Linked DNA regions of Mus musculus: region 1 is linked to region 2. A link is a contact called in public Hi-C data. All regions are on one chromosome and are shown on one strand. Each heading gives the region's core, a stretch centred on a gene start, on an enhancer-like site or on the middle of the called end of the contact. The rest is flanking DNA. Distances are from core to core; before and after follow the strand shown.

The links. A called contact is a pair of places that touch in the nucleus more often than the background predicts.
Region 1: a Hi-C map of adipose-derived mesenchymal stem cells shows a contact between it and region 2, with 4 times the contacts expected there. The contact joins two enhancer-like sites. A contact is called at or near these places in 4 of 484 Hi-C or Micro-C datasets (3T3-L1-derived adipocytes, adipose-derived mesenchymal stem cells, embryonic fibroblasts and 1 more) and 1 of 115 datasets of contacts at active chromatin or transcription factors (embryonic fibroblasts).

The regions. Positions count from the first base shown.
Region 1 is chr4:64,948,287-64,955,090 of GRCm38.p6, forward strand. No RefSeq gene overlaps it. Among named protein-coding and RNA genes, the nearest start is that of Pappa, 170 kb to the right of the region's middle. Within about 2 kb of position 4,550, at least 7 of the 459 cell types and tissues checked have an H3K27ac peak or open chromatin away from gene starts, as enhancers often do. A contact at or near this core is called in adipose-derived mesenchymal stem cells, where this site is marked.
Region 2 is chr4:64,534,034-64,540,553 of GRCm38.p6, forward strand. No RefSeq gene overlaps it. Among named protein-coding and RNA genes, the nearest start is that of Gm23950, 93 kb to the left of the region's middle. Within about 2 kb of position 2,043, at least 15 of the 459 cell types and tissues checked have an H3K27ac peak or open chromatin away from gene starts, as enhancers often do. A contact at or near this core is called in adipose-derived mesenchymal stem cells, where this site is marked.

The sequences.
Region 1 (6,804 bases), core at 3,300-5,799, 420 kb after region 2:
GAGTAAATAATTAGGTAGAAAGTTACAAAGTCTTTACTATCTTGCATCTTATATGCCATTGAAGATGGGGTAGACTGAATGCCTCACAGAAGTGATCTGGTAGAGAAACAGAGGCAACTCACTGAGACCAGGACAGCCAGGGTTTATTGTGCTGGTTATTGATTTACCTAGAAAGCATCAAAGATTATTTTAAGAGCAAGTTATATAAGAAATAATGGTATTGATATGAAAAATACTTCTTCAAATGACACAGGGGACTTGATTTTATAACTCTGATTTGTGCATGTCTTATCCTTTCCACTTACATATTAGATACTTGAGGTCTTGGTACATGGCTGATGTACCATTTTGTTGCCACTGCCTCCTAGCCTACCATCTCTGTTACAGGCTCTGAGGAAAAAGCTTGGAGAAAATGCCTGGTGGCTGAATGAATAGATGCTGAGGCAATATACAAACATGTGGTCCCTTTCTTCAATAATCGTTATAAATGCCAACAGTGATTTGGCTGCTAGATGATTGTATTTTCTTGTTTATCCATTTGGCTGGCACGGTAAGAAGGGATTTCAAGGTCATTCATTCCTTGATATATGGTGTGATAAAAGCAGCCATCTGCCTATGAGGAACAGTTCTCCATAAAGCTATTCTGAGAAAAACAGGTCCAGTAAGCTGAGCTCACTTCCATTACTGGAGATGTCTCCAAATTTATTACTGGAAGTGGTAATAAGAGGAGAGTTGATAAAACCTGATTCTGGTTTGTCAATGGTGATTTGGAAGCATGAAACCATCTAAGCCAGGGGAGGCTTGTTGCTCTCATCTGCCTAGTGGAAGACTCAACTCAAACTACATCTCAAGAGTCTTCTTTAAAATGCCAGTCCATCAAAGGGATCCACAAGGAAACTAAGGGTCAGAGAAAGGAGGTGACATGTTTAAGTCACACAGCTTTATCAAGATGGAAGCCTGTTCCCACTTCTAAGGAGGGGCATAGTGTCCACACTTCAGTCTTCATTCTTCTTGAGTTTCATGTGTTTAGGAAATTGTATCTTATATCTTGGGTATCCTAGGTTTTGGGCTAATATCCACTTATCAGTGAGTACATATTGTGTGAGTTCCTTTGTGAATGTGTTACCTCACTCAGATGTAGCTGTCTCTTGTGAGACTATGCCGGGGCCTAGCAAACACAAAAGTGGATGATCACAGTCAGCTAATGGATGGATCACAGGGCTTCCAATGGAGGAGCTAGAGAAAGTAGCCAAGGAGCTAAAGGGATCTGCAACCCTATAGGTGGAACAACATTATGAACTAACCAGTACCCCGGAGCTCTTGACTCTAGCTGCATATGTATCAAAAGATGGCCTAGTCGGCCATCACTGGAAAGAGAGGCCCATTGGACTTGCAAACTTTATATGCCCCAGTACAGGGGAACGCCAGGGCCAAAAAGGGGGAATGGGTGGGTAGGGGAGTGGGGGTGGGTGGGTATGGGGTACTTTTGGTATAGCATTGGAAATGTAAATGAGCTAAATACCTAATAAAAAATGGAAAAGGAAAAAAATAAAAATAAAAAATAAAAAGTGTGGGGTCCAAATTGTTCCATATCACTGAAAATCATATTAAAATGGCATTTATACTGACTTGCCAAATGACTTTGTTTAATTTACATGAAATCTCAAGGTATCAATTGTTTCATTTGTAAAAGAAAAGTTAGATTAAGTAGAATTATTTGAACTATAATCTTAAGTAAATATTGAATATACAATTAGCAATTGAAATAAAATGGACTTTTCTTAGAAAAACAAAAAAAAAGAAGAAGTCTTTTGAGCTCTTCTATGATGCCTGGATTATGTGGAGAGTCTAAGGAAGTGGTAGCACTCTGGCTTTTGTGTCATTGACTTTAAACAGGAATAGATGAAAGTAAAGGCTTCTAATTGACACCATCCTGAACAAAGAAGCTGTGGGTCCACAGTTTGCTTGCTTCTTTGTAACAAACTACCAGCTGATGATTTTGGGGGAAAAGGTCTTCCTTTCATGGTAAAGACTAAGAGTGTTTTTGTGCCATTATAAATGGACCACCTTCATAAAATGCAAAATATTTTCCTTAAAGAAAATAGAAGTTGGGTTTACAATTTGTGAACTGAAATAACGGGACTTAGATTCTGTAGTCAAACATCATAGCTTGTCATATCTTATATGTTACTTCTGTGAATTCAGCATTTTGAATTTATATTTCCTCATTTAATTTGTCTTAACAAAATAAGCACAGTTCTTTCTCTGTCAATTGTGAAATGTTCTATCATTGTGAAAATATTACAATAAAATTCAAGAGCTTGCCACGGTTAAAAAAAAAAAATGATGGAAGCCTGAACTAAAACCTACAATCCATTTACTGTCTAACTTTGTGTTACTAGCTTGTATTTCAAAGTAGATTTATATTCATAACAAATAAAGTTGAAGGACATAGTTTTAAGTATTTTGGATGGATGTTTCATAGGACATAAAATGCAACTTTTTAAAATAAATGGCTTCTAGTGATATGATACATGGAACAAGTTTCCCCCTACTGCTGAACAAAGCATGGATCTTAATCGAAGGGCAGAAAGGCCACCATGCTCTACAGACATAGATAGACAAATATGCTCACACACGCACACACACAAATATCTTCTTAAATCCCACAAGAGAAAGAGCAGTCAGAATATCAAAATAGTTGAGAATGTGAGAATACTAACCTTACAAATGATAAAGATAAAAGTTCTTTATTTTTACACATTATTTGAAGCAAACTGCTCATTTTTGCCTATCTGTAATATGAAGACCTAGAGATCTTTGAAGCTTCTATTCTATTATTTCTAATTATTTTTATTTATTTATTTACATTTCAATGAATCTCCTTATCTGGTTTCCCTCCTCCAAAAAACCCCCCTATCCCATCCCCTCTTCTCTGCTTCTATAAGGGTGTTCTTCTACCCACCCACCCACTCCTGCCTCCCAGACTTCGATTCCACTACACTGGGGCATCTATCAAGGCTTCATAAGAACAAGGACCTCTCCTCCCATTGATGCCTGACAAGGCCATCCTCTGCTATATATGCAGCTGAAGCCATGTATACTCCTTGGCTGGCTTAGTACCTGGGAGCTCTGGAGGGTCTGGTTGGTTGGTGGTGTTCTTCCTATGTGGTTGCAAACCCCTTCAGCTTCTGCAGTCCTTTCTCTAACTCCACCATTGGGGACCCTGCACTCAGTGCAATGGTTGGCTGCGAGCATATGACTCTGTATTTGTAAGGCTCTGGCAGGACCTCTCAGGAAACAGCTATATCAGTCTCCTTTCAGCAAGCATGTCTTAGCATCCACAATAGTGTCAGAGTTTGGTGATTGTATTTGGGATGAATCCTCAGGTTGATACAGCCTCTGAATGGTCTTTCCTTCAGTCTCCTCTGCACTTTGTTTCCATATTTGCTCCCATGAATATTTTGTTCCCCTTTCTAAGAAGGACCGAAGCACCCACACTTTGGTGTTCCTTCTTCTTGAGCTTCATGTGGTCTGTGAATTGTATCTTGGGTATTCGGACCTTTTGGGCTAATATCCACTTATCAGTGAGTGCATACCATGTATGTTCTTTTGTGACTGGGTTACCTCACATAATCTTCTTTAACAGTCCAGCAGCCACACACCCTCTGACCTCTCCCCATCCCATATCTCCTCCCTGTCTCCAAGAGGATGTCCCCACCCCCACCCCACCAGGTCTCCCCACTCACTCCCTGGGGCCTCAAATCTCTTAAAAGTTAGGTGTGTCTTCTTGTCTAGGGGAATTGCACTGACAAAAATGAAGAAGAGTCCAAGGGAGAGGAGATCTAGTGGCAGATCCGGATTGGGATCCAGCTCAGGGGGAGACCCTAGGGCCTGACACTGTTACTGATATGAGGTGCTTATATTATAGACAGGAGCTGAGCATGGCTACCTTCTGAGAGGCTCAACAAGCAACTAAAAGAAATGTAGATACTTACACCCAACCAATGGGCAGAAGCTGGGGACCCTTGTGGTTGAATTAGGGAAAAAGCTAGATGAAGTTGAAGAGGAGAGCAACCCCATAAGAAGACCAGCATCTTCAACTAGTCTGGAACCCTGAGATCTCTTGGACTCTGAGCCACGAGATCTCAGGCAGCACACACCAGCTGTTATGAGGCCTCTGGCACATATATAGCAGAGGACTTCTTGGTCTGGCCTCAGTGAAAGAAGTTTCTAGTCTTTATACCACTATAACTAATAAAGTAGTTCCTTCATATTTGTTTAAAAAAAAACCTGTCCATAACAGGTTATAATTGAAGTAACAAAAGTCCAGGAATAGAAACATAAATTGAAAAAAAAAGACTTAGTGTCATTGTGATACATTTATCACTTTGTATTTTCATGTATTCAGCAAGCATTAGATAATCACCAGAAACCTGCATCATGGGCTAGGAATGCAGAGTGAATCTTTAGCTCTATCTGCAAGGTGCTTTAGACATGTGGTTCAGCAGTTACAATTAAGGAAGTTTGACTCATGCTTTACAGTGTCTACAAGGACTGCAGAATTATGAGAAGTGACAAAATTGTGATTCAGGGTAGTACAGATGTTCAAAGGTCATGACTGAGTCCTCACATTTCCAGTCTGGACACATCATTTTAAATGGCCTCAAACTGTTTGAGGTTACTTGTCTAGCCAAAGTCAGGAGTGAGAATATGAGTTCCCCTAAATCATGCAATGTTCTGATTCATTTATATCTTACCAAGAATGAGCTGGACTTGAAACTTAATGAACATGTAACACATATATTCTGGACTGTTGAAATTTCCAAGTGAGAAATTACACAAGGCAGCAAAACATTAGGAGATACTTTTTTCCTCCACCTCCTGTACTCATGCTTTTTTTTTAAGCTTGGATACATTCCACCAATCAGCTTGAACTTCACTGCAGTACAGCATCAGTGTTCTAACAGAGACAAAGTAAGCCATGGCGTATGAACACTCTTAGTCCTTGTTCTGCTGTCACACATGCTGGTGTTCATTGACTAAATAAACTCTCAACCTGTCCAAGTTCAAAATCAAGGGTTGCCAGTTTGAAATTTGAGTTATGAATCAGAGATGTGGCAAAACCACATTACAATGATTGGTCACATCATATGCCATATTTTCATTATTAATTACTGTTATAAAATACCTTTACCAAAGCAACTTAAGGGAAAGTGGCTTACTTGGATCACAATTACAGATTTCAGTCAATCATTGAAAAAAAAAGACAATTAAAGGGGGACAGGGGTTTTAAGCAGCCAATCATATAGCACCCACAGTTGAAAGGAGAGAGACAATGAGTGTATATCTAATAGCACTCATTTTGCTTCCTTCACTCATACAGTCCAGGTTCCCCGACATAGGGAGTTGTGCTGCCCACAGTTGATATTCCCACCTCAGTTAACACAATTTTGATAATTTTCCCCACACATGCCCACAGGCCAATTTGATGTAGAAAATCCCTCTCTAAGGCTCTCTTTCCTGATGAAACTAGATTGTGTCAAGTTGACAACTGAACAAACCATAGGATACAGGTTTATAGATCATTGTTAGTGGTTTTACTGGGTTAGTATATTATGGGTTGTGGATTCTCCTCCAATATCCATTACTTCACTAGCACTGAAGAGTTAGCTAGGTTGCCAGTACCAAGTGTGGTTCCCTTCTTTTGAGAAGATCTTAAGTTCAATTACAGATCTCTTGGTTACTGCTAAATTATTCATGGTCAAATATGGGCTGTACAGGATAATAACAATGAATATGGCAAATTGGATGGAGAAAAACCCAAGAGGCTTTCAACCTACACAAAGAATTATAAAAGTAAAGAAAGCTGGGAATGGAATAGGTGACCATTCCATCAATTAGAAAGCACCAACTGTTTGTCCATGGGGAAATACCTCTGAATCCATACTTATAAATATTGTTATACAGACTGAACAGATTATACTTAGGATATATATAGTTTATACATATAGGAATATATATATATATATATGTTTATACATATAAGAATATATATACATAATATGTAACAAAAATGAATTTATATATAGTACACACACACACACATGTTTTTCTAGCTAAGGTCAGAAGTGACACTGTAAGTTCCCCTAAATCATGAATCATCCTGATTCGTTTCTGCCTTATCAAGAAGTAGCTAGACTTGACACTTAGAAGACACATATATCTTGCACTGTTGAAAGCACCATGTTAAAAATCACATAAGGAAGCAGTGTGTGTGTGTGTGTGTGTGTGTGTGTGTGTGTGTGTGTGTGTGTGAGTGCTGGTACAAAGCACAAATGATCCCATAGACAGGCACATGCGTGTAACCCTTCACAAGCACCAGCTGTCTTCATGACTGTGGCAGTAATCAATAATATGCCCCAACCTCCCAACCTCACAGATTGTTGGGAACTAGATTGATATTTTAAACATAAAAATGCCTTGGAAGTCAGCAAACAGATGAGAAGGATTATCATCAATCAAAATCTAGCACAAACTATGCCTTTCTCACAGGCATCTCTTGCTGTTCTAACCCTCAGTAATTGCCTGTGTCTGTATTTCATTGGAAATTGGAACTTAAGCCACATATCTTAATACTTGCTCTTCTGTATATATCTTCAGTTGTAGTAGTCTACAGCTATCAGACCTGATAATAAGACTTTCCAAGATGCTGTAGGTCTGAATGAACAGTCAATTAAGTGTGACCACAGCAAGTGACCCCAAAGTGAACTATCAGAAAAAATACATTTCCCCCAATATGGC
Region 2 (6,520 bases), core at 793-3,292:
CCGGTCTCAAAACAAACAACATAGAAACAAACAAACAAACAAACAAAGTTAGAGCTTCAGCTTCATCCTTCTGATTTCTAGTATCAAGTCATTGTCTATTTCTACAAGAGACATAGTGGTATTAACAGAAAATCTCATTCTATTTCTCCTTTTTCAAAGCTTCTGAATTTCATCTTTCTCCAAAGTCCAGAGATCGAGCATAGAAAACAAACCTGTCTCTTCCCTCTCTCTACCCGCAATCCTGGGCCCAGCCCGGCAGTAAATGCTGTGAGAGGAAGAAGAGTACATACTCTATTTCATGGTCCTACAGGATACTCAAGCTTGGAAGGAAGAACCATGATTGTCTCATCTAACCATCACTTTTACATCTAAGAAACCCAAGCCAGGAAAGAGTGGAAATATTCTTATAGATGACGCCATGGGGTAGTGTGAGGTGACCTACTTTTCTTTAATGTGACCTACACCTTGATGTCATTTAGTTTGGAAACAGTGCCCACTTCAATTGCATTCTCTCTAAAATACCATCTAGTTTATTTTTTTTATCAAAAAGGCTACCCCTCTGCATACATACATGTTAACTATTTTAGCATCTTCCAGTTCAGTGCTGTAAAATCTCACCAAACTAAAAATCATTATGCATAACTTCACTTCGTTTCTGAAAATTTTTAGTTTCCTATACTTATTTGTCTTGTTTGATTTGAGACAGAGGCTCCTGAAGTCCAGTCCATCTTTGAATTTTAGGTATCCTAAATCCTGGTTGTCCTGCCTCCATGTTCCTGGTGTTGGGATTACAGATGTGTACTGCCACACTAGGTAGATTCTGTGCAAGAGACTAAACCATGGTCTTATGAATGCTTGACAAACACTCTCCAAACTAAACTATCTTCTCAGCCCCATCTATCATCTTTCATTGCAGTAACAGCAATGTGTTACAGTTACCTTCCTCCTTGCCTGATTCCCCATGACACAGAATGCCCCTCGGGAAAAGAATTAAATCTTAAGCATCTTTGTAACTCTAGATCCTGTTATTATCTTTAGCAAATGGTAGGTGATGGATAATAAGTTGCTAAGAATTATAGTGCTTAGAATTAGTGTGGTACATCAAGACCAAACTGGAAGGGTATTGTCAAAAATTAAAGTAGATGACATAGAAAAGCCACATGTTGATAGCTGTTTACAGTTTAAAATCTATCCAAGTATATAAAGTGTCCCAAATCTTTCCTAACTCTGCCCCTCAAGACCCCTCCGGTCAGGGGAAGGCAGAGATGAACTAAGGACTCAGCTGTACAACTTCTACTAATTTAGTAGATATTTACTAAGTGTTCTCCAAAGTGGAGCTGGAAAGAATTTGAGAAGAGAACCTGGAGGAAGACCCAATGAATGAAAAGACAACTTTTCTCAGTTACAAAGGGCTTCATTATGAAAGATGGCATATGCCATGCTTAGGAGTTAGGATAAAGAAGTCTGCCCAGTCTCCTGGATTCCTGGACATAGACCTTCATCTCTTTTGGAGGTAAAAGAGAATTTACAGTCTTCTAGTTGGGTTTTTGTTTTATAGGGGAAGACATTAAGGCACAGAGAGAAGAAATTCCCCAGAGAGTAAGTGACAGAGCCAGGGTCAGAAACCAGGTCTTCTGACTTACAGCCCAGCACTCTTCAGCACATGGCTGGAATAATCCACCACACACCTGGCCATTCGTTGCTTTCAGAATCCAGCCACTACTCACTTTTCTCTGCATGGCAAGCAGCCAAGAGCCTTGAACTTCTCTGTGTTACCATTCTGCCCTTTGCCGAATGGGATATTAAAATATTCACTTGGGGGGTGGGGTGGGTCATGGGGTTCCGTCCATAAATGTTTGTGATTTGCTCTGAGCTATTTGGGCCAGAGGGACTCCAGAAATGGGAGACCCCAGTGGCCACAGTGGTGGTATCTGAGACTTCTCTGAGGTCTTGACTTTACTCTGCAGAATTAAGGAGATGGTTTAAGTGATAAACTATTCCTCATGAGCTGTATCTGTGTTGAAAGCACAGCATGAGTTCCCTGCACGCTTCCTCTCGCACAACCACAGCTATGCACCAATCCTCCTGGGTTCAGAGATGGAACTCTGGTTAAATGCGTGGAATTTATTCTTAGTCCTTTTCTTAATTACAGTTTTATTTTTATTTCTCTGGTGTTCTCTAGAGGAGGGGTTGGAAAGAAAGGAAAAAGAAGGGGGGGGGGAGGGAAATAGACTTCCAAGGTTTTTTTTTCTTTCCTTTTTTTCCCTCTCTCCTTATTTTTGTTTTGTTTCTGAACTGCCTGCTCCCAGCAAAGTAGAAGGCTTTAAGGGATCTTGCAGGGATACAAATCACATTCCAGTGAAGCTAGGGTTCAGAAGACACGTAATGAATACAATGAAAACAAAACTTGAGGTGAGCACATTCATTTTATAACTAATGAATCCCCTAGGCTGATAGACAAAGACTGAAGCTTTTATTCATCATTAATTTAATAAACAAAGAGAGTGGGCCTCAGGGTAAAGGGGCTATTCAGTCATGCTGAGGATGTGCCCAGCAAATTGCTATGTAATAACCAACAACATTGCTTCCCCTGACTGTTCACAGAGATTTTCCTCCTGTGTCTAATCTGGTCCCCAAAACTACCACACACTGCCAGTATTCTCAGTGTCAGACAGCATCCACTCAATGTTTATATCGATATCCTATCTTAGTGAGCATAACTCGATGTGTGTGGTTCCTTTAATGCAAATAAGTACCAGACTACATAAAATTTAGTGTTTCATTCACAAAATGGAGAGAATAGGCCATTGTTTATCAGTATCTTGAGAACATGTGCAGAGAGAATGGAGGCAAATAACACTGTGTAATATAAATAATGTGAATTCTTGGCATATGAAACTACACACACACACACACACACACACACACACACACACACACACACCCTTTTCCTCTGGACTCAGATGCTAGCAGACAAAGGATCTGTTTCATCAAGCATATTATGGTGCGTGTGCATAGTCCTCCAGACTAACCCCTTACTTTCTTGGCCCTGTTGCTTTTTGGAACTTTTAAATCATTTGACAAAAGCTGTAGTCAACTTGAGCCACTAACTAGACTTGGCATATTAGACCTATGTATGGATCAAGTGCATACCTATGATCTTGTTTCCAGCTCCACAGAAATTGAGACACTATCTACCTCCATAATCTTTTTGCAGAGAACCTAGTGAGCTCAAAGCACTTTAAATAATACCTGGGGGGGGGGGGGCTGTGGTCAATGTGGCTGCTGGTTCTGAAGGGGGAGGGTGATGCTTTGGACTATGAGATTGGAAGCTCATGAAGAATGAAGCTAGGGTGAGCTGGGGGAGTCCCTGCTTTCCTCGAACTTTCTGTTCTTTCACCTGTGTCCCTGAGTAGTCTTGCATGCACTCTCTGGCCAAGCTCAAGTGTCACCTTTCCCAGAAAGCCTGCTCAGCTCTGTATCCTTTTCCTCTTCCCCCTTCAAGAATGGCTGTCATTCCTGTCAACAGTTGAAACACTGCATCACCCTCTTCTATGTCAGGGAGCAATATTTACTATTGCCATTACTGTTTCATTTTTTTTCAAGGCTGAATATAAGCCTTTTGTACTTGGTTTTACCCTTCAGTATGAATTCATTTATTTAATGTTCATAAATATAAATAAATTGGCAAAGAAGTAGTATGTCATGTGATATTGAAGTGTCTTTGCAGAGTGATTCATCATGACTATGTGGAATTCTTTGTGCAAGAAAATCTCGTAAGCAGCGAGAGGTTATGAGCCTTGGATGGAGTATCCAATAAGAAGTTTTAGATACTGATTCTGAAATCATTGACTCCGTGATTCTGAATGAAGTGTGCTCATTGATTTCACGTAGAACCTGCTTACTTCTTAACTGGCAAAGGAATACACTATGGAGACAGAGGGGAGGATTTCTCAGACTCTGAGTTAGTTATAAAAGTTGTCAAAGTAACGCAATGTCAAATGCTTTCAAAGAGGAAACTTCACGAAAAACAGCTATATCTCAAATGTCCAGCACATAAATATAAACAGATTTGTTCTACACAGGCCATTAATTGCTTTCACAAAGTCAGTGTGCTTACTTGAACCCTACTTGAACTAGCTGTTTGCTGGTGCAGTCACTACTGAAAGAAAGATTTCTTAAAGGCTTTGGGTTGCTCCCACTTCTTGTCATAGAATGATCCAAATTTTATGTCTGTTTATTACTTTGTAGCCCAGCTGGACCCCAGAAGGATGGAGTTGTTGCGACCATGGAAAAACACAACTGCACACAGATACCGAAATGAAGCCAGTGATGTCCTGGAGGCTTAGATAAACATTTAGTCTCATAAATAAATACATTATCAGACCACACAAAATATTTCTTAACCAGACGCCTCCTCAGAAGTCATCTTCCAAGTATCATTTTAAGTTTTTCCATGTTCGAAGAATCAAGAAGGTTATTGATCATGTACGGGCTAACCAACCCTAACTATATGTTTCCAGACAATATAGTAATATGGTTTCTTGTAGACATTGATATAGAATCTGAACACATACTTAAGTAGCCAATAACATTCCAGGGTGAATATCAACTTGCAACACAGTAGACAACAGATTGTAATGTAAGAATTTTCCATTTCATTTCTCAAAAAGATATATTCACTTTTCCTTTGATTAAACAAACATCTAAACAATTCTTGTTGACCAGGCACTCTCCTAGACACTGACAGTAGCTTGAAAAACCTTGCTTCATTTGTAAATCAATTCCCTTACTGATATAAGAGTTACTCTGTAGGTGGGGCATTGTTCAGGATGCTGAGAAAGGGAGAAGATAGTTACTTTCCTCAGTGGGTTACAGGCTTCACATCAGTACACTGATGTGTACAGTGGCTGGAGAGAGGGTTATATTCATTGGTCTCTAAAGTCCTTCCTGCCAAGAATAAACTAAGTAATAGATTTCAGGATTTTTTTGGTTCATTTGCTAAGTGTCAGGTCAACTAAATAAATGGTAATTTGTAAAAATAGATTTAACCATTGTATGTCAGGCTTTTGGAAAAGAACACTGAGATCTTCAAAACACACTACTGGCCATGAATATATTTAAGAACAGAGGTTGTGCGGGGATATGGCTCAGTTGTTAGAAGACTTGCATCATAAGTGTGAAGACTAGAGTTCAGATTCTGAGGACCTATTCTGGGTGGGCATAACGACCCATTTATAAATCTAGCTTAGAATGACAGGGACAGGGAAAATCCTGCTACGAGCCAGTTAGATACACCAACTATTTGGCAGGATCTGCATTTGCTTGAGAAATCCTGCCTCAGTGGGCAAAGAGAAAGATAAAGGTGGATTGAGAATATGAATTTTCATCTTCTACATACACATGCACCCATGTGCACATATGCCATTACATGCACTCCTTGAAGGCAGAAAACACAAAAGAATAAATATCTTATGGCAATGCATCTGTAAAACACTTTCCTGACTTCATGTCAGCTCACATGCCATGCATATGATCTCTATGTGTTGACCATGAGCTGCCAACTCAGACTCAAAATTACACATATGCTTAATTTTGAGAAATCATTTTATCAAACAACACTTTTGATGAAGCAAATCTTCAAACATTTGCTATATGGCATACAGTAGAATTGAGAATGCCCTACAGAGAACAGCAACTCAGTTCAATCATTGTAGAATGAGTAAATGGGACATGGATAAACTTTAGCTTTGAATGCACAGCCCTTTCAGACCTATCTTCTAACACAGAGTCCAACAGGTTTCCTCCTAGAAAATGAGGTATGATGACAGTTTGAGACATAGAGAAAGATTGAGGAGAATGGAAAGAATGGGAGATTTAGGAATGGTATAGAATGAGAGGAAGAAACACCAGGGGTTAAATAGACCTATATTTGGTCAATAGACCAATGCTTGATCTTAGTATCATCGTGTCCTTTTGAAGAACACATACTTTAACTCTGAGCTTACTTTTGTTGCTAAGAGAATAAAGGATAATAGTATACAGTTATTATTTATTATGGTGCATCTCTCATTACAAGCACTTTAAATCCTGCTTATGTTTTTATGATACAAAATTGAGATATCTCAAAAACCAAGCACAGAGCTAATAAAAAGTACTACAGTGTGGCACATGCTAAGGGACAAGGAAGAAGTAAAATTGGCAAAGCAATAGAGCACCAGATCTTAAGTGAGTGAAAATGCCAATTTAAGGGATTAAGGTCTATCCTATTATTACTTTAAACAGACAGGTATTCAATAGATTGCTGTAGGAATAGACTAGAGCAGCCAAGGGACTGCACAGGAGAGAGGCTGAGGAGTTAATCTGAAGTAAGAGTCATGAAGTCCTCCTTACTGTTCCTGTCACTTCTCTGTAATAACACCTCATATCAAAAGTGCCTGGTGCTTAACTGTGTAAACCAGAGCCACACTTAGCCCAAGATACACATCTTTACCCACTGTATGATTGGAAAACACATACA